3 separate regions of the Mus musculus genome follow, and regions 1 and 2 are each linked to region 3. Evidence: chromatin contacts called from public Hi-C and HiChIP or PLAC-seq data. All regions are on one chromosome and are shown on one strand. The core of a region is the stretch at or near the end of the contact, and the rest is flanking DNA. Distances in the headings are between cores, read along the strand shown.

The links. Hi-C and Micro-C count contacts between places; a contact is called where the count stands out from the background. HiChIP or PLAC-seq counts read pairs in DNA pulled down with a chosen protein or histone mark.
Region 1: a contact with region 3 is called in a Hi-C map of CD8 T cells, with 2.3 times the contacts expected there. The contact joins the promoter of Zrsr1 here to the enhancer-like site in region 3. A contact is called at or near these places in 20 of 39 promoter capture datasets (the 3T3-L1 cell line, 3T3-L1-derived adipocytes, the C10 cell line and 13 more), 2 of 15 datasets of contacts at CTCF or cohesin (large pre-B cells and pro-B cells), 121 of 484 Hi-C or Micro-C datasets (the 3T3-L1 cell line, 3T3-L1-derived adipocytes, the AML12 cell line and 72 more), 18 of 115 datasets of contacts at active chromatin or transcription factors (CD8 T cells, the HPC-7 cell line, the SCID.adh cell line and 12 more) and 6 of 9 other capture datasets (adipose tissue, bone marrow-derived macrophages, embryonic stem cells and 3 more).
Region 2: a contact with region 3 is called in an H3K27ac HiChIP or PLAC-seq map of microglia, with 5 times the contacts expected there. The contact joins two enhancer-like sites. A contact is called at or near these places in 6 of 484 Hi-C or Micro-C datasets (B cells, Sertoli cells, embryonic stem cells and 1 more) and 7 of 115 datasets of contacts at active chromatin or transcription factors (bone marrow-derived macrophages, double positive thymocytes, embryonic stem cells and 1 more).

Annotation. Positions count from the first base shown.
Region 1 is chr11:22,970,193-22,973,391 of GRCm38.p6, forward strand. It overlaps Zrsr1 (zinc finger (CCCH type), RNA binding motif and serine/arginine rich 1), which reads left to right and starts at 1,813. Exons shown (of 1, transcript NM_011663.3): 1 at 1,813-3,199. The coding sequence starts at 3,036. The region is part of intron 1 of Commd1 (COMM domain containing 1); the gene reads right to left.
Region 2 is chr11:22,798,999-22,802,085 of GRCm38.p6, forward strand. No RefSeq gene overlaps it. Among named protein-coding and RNA genes, the nearest start is that of B3gnt2, 59 kb to the right of the region's middle. Within about 2 kb of position 1,278, at least 90 of the 459 cell types and tissues checked have an H3K27ac peak or open chromatin away from gene starts, as enhancers often do. A contact at or near this core is called in microglia, where this site is marked.
Region 3 is chr11:22,870,662-22,873,679 of GRCm38.p6, forward strand. No RefSeq gene overlaps it. Among named protein-coding and RNA genes, the nearest start is that of Gm24917, 3.3 kb to the left of the region's middle. Within about 2 kb of position 1,365, at least 132 of the 459 cell types and tissues checked have an H3K27ac peak or open chromatin away from gene starts, as enhancers often do. A contact at or near this core is called in 3T3-L1-derived adipocytes, B cells, the BV-2 cell line and 38 more, where this site is marked.

The sequences.
Region 1 (3,199 bases), core at 563-3,062, 100 kb after region 3:
CAGCACACAGACAGCACCACCTGCCAAAAATTAAAACAAAGATTTAATCAGTTAAAGCCCATAAGCTATGGGAAAGATTCTAAATGAACTGACCTTGCTTCTGACTAGTTCTGCTTCTGGCTAGATGTTCTTGTTAACTGAAATATGTCAACCTAGGATATGGTTTTGGTGCTTAAAAGGTCACCCTGAGAAAGGCTCAGTGTTGCACTGCAGTCCCAAACACACAGTGTAGTACCAGCAGCCTAATAAAGATTTTCTAGCTGAGTGACAGCATTGTAGCCCTTTAATCCCGGCACTCAGGAAGCAGTGTAATCAGTATAGTATTTTTTTAAAAGTCTTTACACATGTAAAAATAGCTTAGTCAGGACCTCCACTACAGCCAACACTGTGTCTGATACCCAGAACCCAGCAACTTCACACACTCAAGAGAACCTGATACAGGTATAAACCCCATGATGCGGACTGCTCTGCATATCTGGAGTGATACCTCCTAGATGAACCCTGTGGCTGGACAGTCTCCCCAGGATCCTGACCCTCAAATCAGAGACTTCTGTAAGACTGGACCTGACCTCCAGCTAAGATACATCACACAGGTGAGCACCTTGGGGATAAAGACTTAGGACCATATTTAGAAATTTAAAGTGTGAACCTTGTATGATGACCCTCAGCATAAAATATAACTTTTGCTATACACAGGTATCTACCTTCTTTCTTGTGACACAGAGGCAGGCAGAGCTTTCTTCTTAGTTAGGGTTTTACTGCTGTGAATAGACACCATGACCAAGGCAAGTCTTATAAAGGACAACATTTAACTAGGGCTGGCTTACAGATTCAGAGGTTCAGTCCATTACCATCAAGGCAGGAACACGGTAGCACACAGGCATGGTGCAGGAAGAGCTGAGAGTCTGACATCTTCATCTGAAAGCTGCTAGAAGACTAGCTTCCAGGCATCTAGGATGTGGGTCTTAAAGCCAATGACACACTTACTCCAGCAAGGCCACAGCTTCTAACAGTGCCACTCCCTATACAAACCATCACATTCTACTCCCTGGCCCCTATAGGCTTGTGCAAGCATAAGAGCCTATGGGGATCATACCTAAACATAGCATGATGCAAGGCCAGTCTAGTCTACAGAGCAAGTTCCAGGACAGCCACAGCTACACAGTAAAACCCTTGTCTCTGAAAAAACAAACAAACAAACAAACAAAAATAAAAGATTTTTTTCTTGGCTTAAACACTTGTCTGAGCAGTCTTCTCTGGTGAATACCCCACAAAACTACATTACAGAACAAATGAAAGGAATGTGTTTGCAAAAAACAAAACACATTCAATTTTTTATTCCCTTGGTTTTTCGAGACAGGGTTTCTCTGTGTAGCCCTGGCTGTCCTGGAACTCACACTGTAGACCAGGCTGGCCTCGAACTCAGAAATCCGCCTGCCTTTGCCTCCCGAGTGCTGGGATTAAAGGCGTGCGACACCACACCAGGCCCACATTCAATATTTAAAAAACAAAACAACAACAAAACCAAAACCCCTTACTTTCCACAAGAGTGAGGAGCTGAAGCCAGAAAAACGGTTTACCTGGTAAAGCCCTTGACAAACAAATATAAGAACTTAATTTCTATTCCCAGCACCCACATAAACAAGCCCGGGAAGGTGAGCTGCCAGCACCGGCATGGAGGGGTGCCCTGCAGTGAGACAAGCCTGCCCCGGCTCAGGGCTGAGCATTCTTACTGCAGGAGCACTCCCACTGCAGGGGGCGGAGACAAAAAAAGCAGTAAATCGTACTGCGCAGGCCTGCCTTTCCCGGAGTAAAGACGTAACTGCAGATTACAGGGTAACTGCGCAGATCAGACATACTGCGGATAACTGCAGATACCTGGATGACTGCGCAGGCGGACCGTACTGCAGATAACCACCCGCAACTGCGCAGGCCGGTCGGTAAGGCAGATAACCACTGTTCCAGCTGTACCATGGATAACCGGGTAACTACGTAGGCTGATCATACTACGGATAACCAGGTAACTGCGCAGGCCGGCCATGCCACGGAGGCTGGCCTTAAAGCGGATAACCGGGTAACTGCACAGGCCAGCTGTGCCATGCATAACCAGTAACTGCATAGGCTGGCCGTACCACAGATAACCACGGATACCTGGGTAACTGCGCAGGCAGGCCGTACTGCGGATAGCCAGGTAACTGCGCAGGCTGGCTGTACCACGGATAATCGCGGATAATTGGTAACTGCGGCCGCCCCACAGATAATTGGGTAACTGCGCAGGCAGGCCATACCACGGATAACTGGATAGACGGATAACTGCGCAAGCCGGCCATACCGGCCCGGCCGGGTAACTGCATGGGCAGGCCTATGTACTGCGGATAAACGGATAACCGGGTGACTGCCCAGGCAGGCCGTACTGCGGATAACTGGATAATCGGGTAACTGCGCAGACCATCCGTACCTCCGAAAACTGGGTAACTGCGCAGGCCTACCACGGATAAGTGGGTAACTGCGTGGGATAACTGGATAATCGGGTCACTGCGCAGGCAGGCTGTGCCACGGATAACCGGACAACCGGGTAACTGCACGGATAGGCTTTATCACGGGTAACTGGATAACCGGGTAATTGCGCAGGCTGGCAGTACCACGGATAACCGGATAACTGCGCAGGCAGGCCTACGTACTGCGGATAACCGAGTGACTGCGCAGGTAGGCGGTACAGCCCACATTCCAACGCAAACACTGGCCTTCGACTGCGCATGCGCACATTCAACTACTGGTTGCTGCATTGCGCAAACACGCCGGTGACTCAGCTGGTTCAAGCTTTCTAGGCTGGTGGAAAGGAAAGTCAACTGGGCTGAATGGTGCCACCCTGAAGTTGCTGTCCAGGAAGGTAACGAACATTAAACAGCAGAACAACTTAGCAGCGGGCGACATTTTCAATCCACAGCGTGAGAAAAAGAGATTATCGCGAGATCCGGGAAGAGCCCCCCCCCCCCCCCCCCCCCCCCCCCCCCCCCCCCCCGCTCTGCGGTAAAATGGCATCACGGCAGACCGCGATTCCTGAGAAACTCAGCCGAAAACAATACAAGGCGGCAATGAAGAAGGAGAAACGCAAGAAACGTCGGCAGAAAATGGCTCGGCTGAGAGCTCTGGAAGCCCCACCAGAGGAGGACGATGATGTTTCTGCTAACGAAGAACT
Region 2 (3,087 bases), core at 28-2,527, 72 kb before region 3:
ACATCAAAGCACAGTGGCTTCTCTAATGTTCAAACCTTTACCTATCCCAATATGGTGCATCATGGGAAATCCAGAAGTCAGGTCAGCAACAGATGTCACTGGTTTCAGACCCCGGAACAAGGGACTGAGGTACATGTTTTACATATCAAAACAGACCTGGCCTTCAGGTTCACTCAGCATCCCTGAGTCCCTACCTAGCATACCCTGCCCCCAACTCTCAGTGAGAGCCAGCCTTTTCTTCTTCCTCCATGGTGACTTCCGTGGCCTCCATCTTTGGGTCCAGTCAACTCGACAGAGAGCAGATTGCCAACAGACCTGCCTTTAATATATTCTTATCTGGTTTGAATTGACACATTTCAACAGGAGAGAAATAACTTACCACTCACTAGCTTTGAGGAGCCTCCCATGGGTCTCTTCCTGTTAAACCTGAGACAGAAATGCCTTGATTACACTCAGAAGGAAAGCTGTCTCTCTGCCTTGACCCACCATCATCTCTGTGGCTTTCAGTGCAGTTGCAGAATACAGTCTGGGTGCTCAAGCAAAGGCCATGGCTGAAGTCCTGCCCTCGGCTATGCTGCCTGCCCGCTTGTAAGCAAGTAGTTCAGGTCTGAAGACAGTGGAGCAGAAGGTGGAAGATTCAGGTGTCTGTGAGGTCGTGAAGGACAGTGGGGGTGGCGGGGGGGGGGGGCAATATGAGAACATCACATAGTTGAACTGTGCCTGGGGTGGGAGATGGCTGCCGAGAACCAGAACTGTGGGCACAGGATCCATACCCACCCCAGGTGAAGGTCAGTCAATCGGGTAGAGGCAAGGAGGGTTGTCATTAGCAGCACAGTTGAGCTCAGGTGTGAGGAGGCCTAGAAACAAAGCGTAGTTCTCTGCAGGAGAAAGGCTCTGGGCCCAGTAGTCTCAGAAGCCTAAATTATTAAACCTGTGAGAGGAACTGGCTTTTGTGAATGCCACGAGGGACAGATCTGCCCTTCCCTGCTCTGCTCACAGCCCATAGGAGAAATTCAGCTGCAACAGTGTGACCAGAAGTGTAAACCGGGAGACCCAGCTGGCATGTGAGGACAGCCGTACCTGGCCCCGCCCCCACCCCGCCTGCCCTCTTGGGATCCTCAGGGCTTTTTGTTACAATCTTGGGCTCACTTCCACCTCCCTTGGCTCTGCTTCCTCACACACATTTTTAGCATTCTTCATCCAGCAAAGTAGCTTTGTGTCGCCTCCCTTCCAGCCCTCCCACCACCCCCTAAGCAAACCTGCAGTTCACCACCAGCACCCCGCCCCTCGCACAAGGAAAGCTTAAAACCACCAACCAGCAGATTCTAGGGTGGACTACAGAAGCCCCTCCTACCGTCTGGAGGTGTTCCAAGGAGGCCAACATTGCTGATTCTGCTGCGGCTCACTCTTCCTCTGAGTCTTCACACACAGTCTCATTTCCAATGTCTGGAAAAGAAAAACAAGAGGAACCACCTGACTATAAGTCAGAATGGTGCCATGAAACCAGAAGCAATCGATGCCAGCCTTTCTAGCTTCACGACACTGGCCATGCTAGCTTCTAGACTGCCCCAAAAGAGAACCCTGGTGGCCCGGGGATGACCGAGTGGTTCACGGAGCTAGTTAACTCCCTCCTGGCTTTCTCTCCTAGAGGCTCTTCTCAAATTCCGGGAAACTACAGATTTCCTATCGATATTGGCTGATATGGGTGGTTCTGTGGACATTTCCAGAAAGGATCCAGGTTCTTGGGTCCCCAAAAGAAGAATTTAGCAGAGAAAGAGATAACTTACTAAGAAAGAGTACATACACTTCTAAGGACAGAGCTGGAGCAAGGCTAGAGCCACTCAGGTGCTGTGCTGTACAGAGTTGGAGGCTATGTCAGGTAAACATGGGGTTTCCACACATGCTCTGTTACCTGTAGTTTTGCATTATTTGCTTCAGGTTTCCTTCGCATCTTAACTTTCCACCCATGGTGTGCTTTTTAGTAGTAATGAGCTGTAGCTTCCCTTCTGACAGTCCAGGCACTAGTGCCTCTGCGTCTGTTGATTTTGTTTTGTTTTGAGACAGGGTTCCAAGTAGCCAAGGGTCTTATTCAGGGTTTCTATTCCTGTACAAAACATCATGACCAAGAAGCAAGTTTGGGAGGAAAGGGTTTATTCAGCTTACACTTCTACACTGCTGTTTATCACCAAAGGAAGTCAAGACAGGAACTCACACAGGGCAGAAACTTGGAGACAGGAGCTGATGCAGAGGCCACAGAGGGATGTTCCTTACTGGCTTGCTTCCCCTGGCTTGCTCAGCCTGCTCTCTTATAGAACCCAAGACCACCAGCCCAGGGATGGCACCACCCACAATGGACTAGGCCCTCACCCTTGATCACTAATTGAGGAAATGCCTTACAGCTGGATCTCATGGAAGCATTTCCTCAAGGGAGACTCCTTTCTCTGTGATAACTCCAGCTTGTGTCAAGTTGACACACAAACCCAGCCAGTACAACTGATCCCTTGTCAACTTAACAAACACATCACTATTAAGCCTCAACCCTTACTTTTTATTCATCTCCAAGATCTAAATAACTTTAAAAGTCCCACAGTCTTTACAAGTTCTTATATGTTAAATTTTCAATCCCTTTAAAATATCCAATCTCTTGAAATTTAAAGTCTTTTTGCAGTTCAAAGTCTCTTAACTATGGGCTCCACTAAAATACCTTCTGACCTCAAGAGGGAAAAATATCAGAGCACAGTCACAATCAAAAGTAAAATCAAACTGCCCAATGTCTGGGATCCACTCACAATCTTCTGGGCTCCTCCAAGGGCTTGGGTCACTTCTTCAGCTCTGCCCCTCCAAGTATACACCTTGTCTTCTAGGTTCCAGCTGCCTATACTCCACTGCTGCTGCTGTTCTTGGTGGTCATCTCATAGTAAAGGCATCTCCAAAAATACTGCTGTCTTCCGATGCAACTAAGCTTCACCAATAACCTCTCATAAGCTCTCTTCATGGTGCCAAGCCTCAACTCCTTTGCATGACCCCTTCAGTCCTGGGCAATCAATTGCAACTATGGCTGCACCCTCACCAATGGCCTTCCATGGC
Region 3 (3,018 bases), core at 115-2,614:
TCTATTTTAGTGTCCACATTTCCACAGATCAAATGGGAGGGTCTTTGCATGTACCCCTGAGCCTGTTCTTAGCTCAGATGGGATGGTCCTTGCATATATGCCCTGAGCCTGCTCTTAGCATTGAGCTACACCTAAAGCCCTCTTGTCATTCTAAAGCCCACAGAGCACTGAAATATTAAAGTTTTTTTTTCACAAGATGACACCAAAATCAGATTTGCTACAAAATCCTACAGTTATCTATCAACCCCATTTTATTTCCACCATGTTCCATTACATATGTGTTATGTGTTTGATCAAAAGCATTTGCCAAAATAGATGAATATGAATATAGTGAAACTTGAGAGTATCAGGTAGTATATGGGATGCTTGTCTGATTCCTTCTCTAAAACTGGGGACATGCTAACTCTTGAATGAAGATTGTGGGCCAGCATTGGAATCTGAAGAAAGGAAATATAACCCCAGTTGAGGTCAGAATAGTAGGTCCTTTGGAATCAAGGTTTAGTTCCAAGGCTTGTATTGACCAAGAGCAAAAAGCATTGTATACCTCCTACTATGAGCAGTGAATGCCTAATGGGGAGCCACCTCACATCTTGTACATAGGGTCTACAAAAATAAAGTAAAAAGTCAGGACCCCAACCTGTCATATCTTTTGGTGGCCAGAAGCACTCATTTCTGTTGTATGTGTATATGTACATATACATAATACATATCCACATATACATATGTATTTATAATGAGAGAATAGAGCCCTTGGAAATTATAGCTAGTTAGTGAACCGGTCAAAAAGGCAAATCTAGCAAAAGGAACCGAAGAAGTAGGAAGAAACCTCAGAGTGTGGCCAACAGCCACAGAGAGCTCACCTCATAGAGAGAGATGAGCATGAAGCAAAGAGGGTTCACGCTGCTCAGCCCTTGTCTCACAGAGGCCTGGGGACATGCTGAAGCCCCGTTTATCTTCTTAAAGCAAAACTGAAGAGTTTTCATTGTAGGTTCCCAATAAAGGCACTTTCATTCACTTATCAGTGACAGCCACAGAGCAGGGGTGGATTTGGGACAAAAGGCTGGGAAAAGAACAGCACAGATATGAGAAGTGGGGGAATTTGCTCAATCCATGAACGTTACTTCCTGCCAAATGGAAGAGCGAGAGATCTGGGTAATGAGAACAGGGGAGAGCAGTGTGCTGAGCGGAAACAGGAAGGGCCGTGGCAGATGAGAAAGGAGATTAATGCAATCAACACTTATCCCAGCTTTAGAGATGGAGCAATTTATAGAAATGAGAGAAATGAAATCAATTGTCCTATTTCAAAACTATGAGAAAGAAGGGAAAGCGAAACCAACAGTGAGAGGATCTCTTTGGAGAACAGCTCAATACCAACAAAGCTGGGACTCACACTGAGGCTCAGCCCCCAGTCTGGTGCTGTTTCCCCTATAAATATAAAAGCTCACTACTGCCTCTTTCTCATTTCCTGCCTGTTTCCTTCCTTGTATGAGAATGAGGGTTGGCAGCTGTCTCCATGTGCATGTGAACTTCCAACTGCCTCAGACTGAAACCTTCTCCCTGTCCAGCGGTGCCTGAAGTGGGTGGGGGATCAAGGTTGGCTTCCTCACATCCTGCGGGGGAAGGGGCAAATCTGACAGCACATTTGTAAACTGTAATGGTAGAGAGGACAGCATGCTCCGTTTTCCAAATGGTAATTATTATTTTCATAATCAGCATTTATTGTTTTTAAATGACAGCGTGGGCAGCCGGGGATAATGATTAAAGAGAAACAAGCTCTGTCAGTGTGACCAGAAATCAGCAGGATGTGCCACTGAAAAACCAGGCAAGGCTCCACGGGGAGTCAGCTTCTGCTTCCTTTAGGCTTGGTCTGGTCTGAGGGTAAACTTCTGTGTAAGGCCACAACTTGGCTAAGGGAGACACTGCACTAACCAAGGATAAAAATTAGACACCAGAAGGTGATGTGGAGGGTCACATCTGCAATCCCAGCATTAGAGAGACTGAGGCAGGGGGACCAAGACTCTTCAGGAAAGCTTGGGCCTCATGGTGAGTAGGGGGCCAGCTTACTATCCAGAGAAAGACCCTGTCTGGAGATAGAAAAGCATTTGAGAACGAGAGGAAGCTAAATTCCTCTGGGGTAACACTCAAAGAAATAGTACCTGGTTACTTCCCATGAGCAGACAGAAGAACGAAGCTGGTCCTTACCCTTCACACATGCGGTGTTTGGTGTCTGCTTTGTTCTCCTTCGTAGACGTGCCGCCTCACAAACAGCAAGATAACGGTGTGTCAGGTCTTCTGAGATCCTGCACATCCTTTCCACGACATTTTCAGACATATTAGTCTCAATGGGTGTTCTGTGTTCCAAGATGTCACAAGCCACTGTTTTCCCTTTCCTTTAGCCAATGGTGTACAGTTAGCCATTACAGAAATGATAGCCAGGCACTGCCAGAAGACCAGACCCTTACTTATAGTCATCAATGGAACAGGCATTTGCCTCAAGACTGGAAAATCCTCAGGCTTAACGTTAAAACATGCTGTTCTGGATAGACAAGGGCTTCAAGGGCAGTTTCGCCCTTATTTGGTGGGAAGAGCCTTGCTGCTGTGTCAAGTCAGAAGCAGGAAGCTATTATAATTTGCTTCCAAAAGGCTTTTTTTTTTTTTTTTTTTGGTATTAAAAAGGAGCGTGCAATGTCTACATCTTAGAAGGCACTTCTCAGTAGCTGAAAAAAAACCTGCTTTGGAAATATCTCAGGTGTGAATTTAAACCCTTCCCTCCTGCAAGGGTCAGTGCTTATTGTTCCTTCCACCCCTCCTGCTGAGTCTCTTGGTGAATGAGTCTTCCAAGAACTGGAGATTTGGCTTGGGAAACTGCCCTGTTGAAAGTGCCAGCTGTCCTACAAGGGAAGTGATTATTTTCTGCTTTAGAAACTGTAAGCCACAAGCGTAGGACACCCAGAGGTATTTCTGCCAGAAGCATTTCCTGCAGGCCGTAGTTCCAGTTTACATCAACGGAATTCTGTC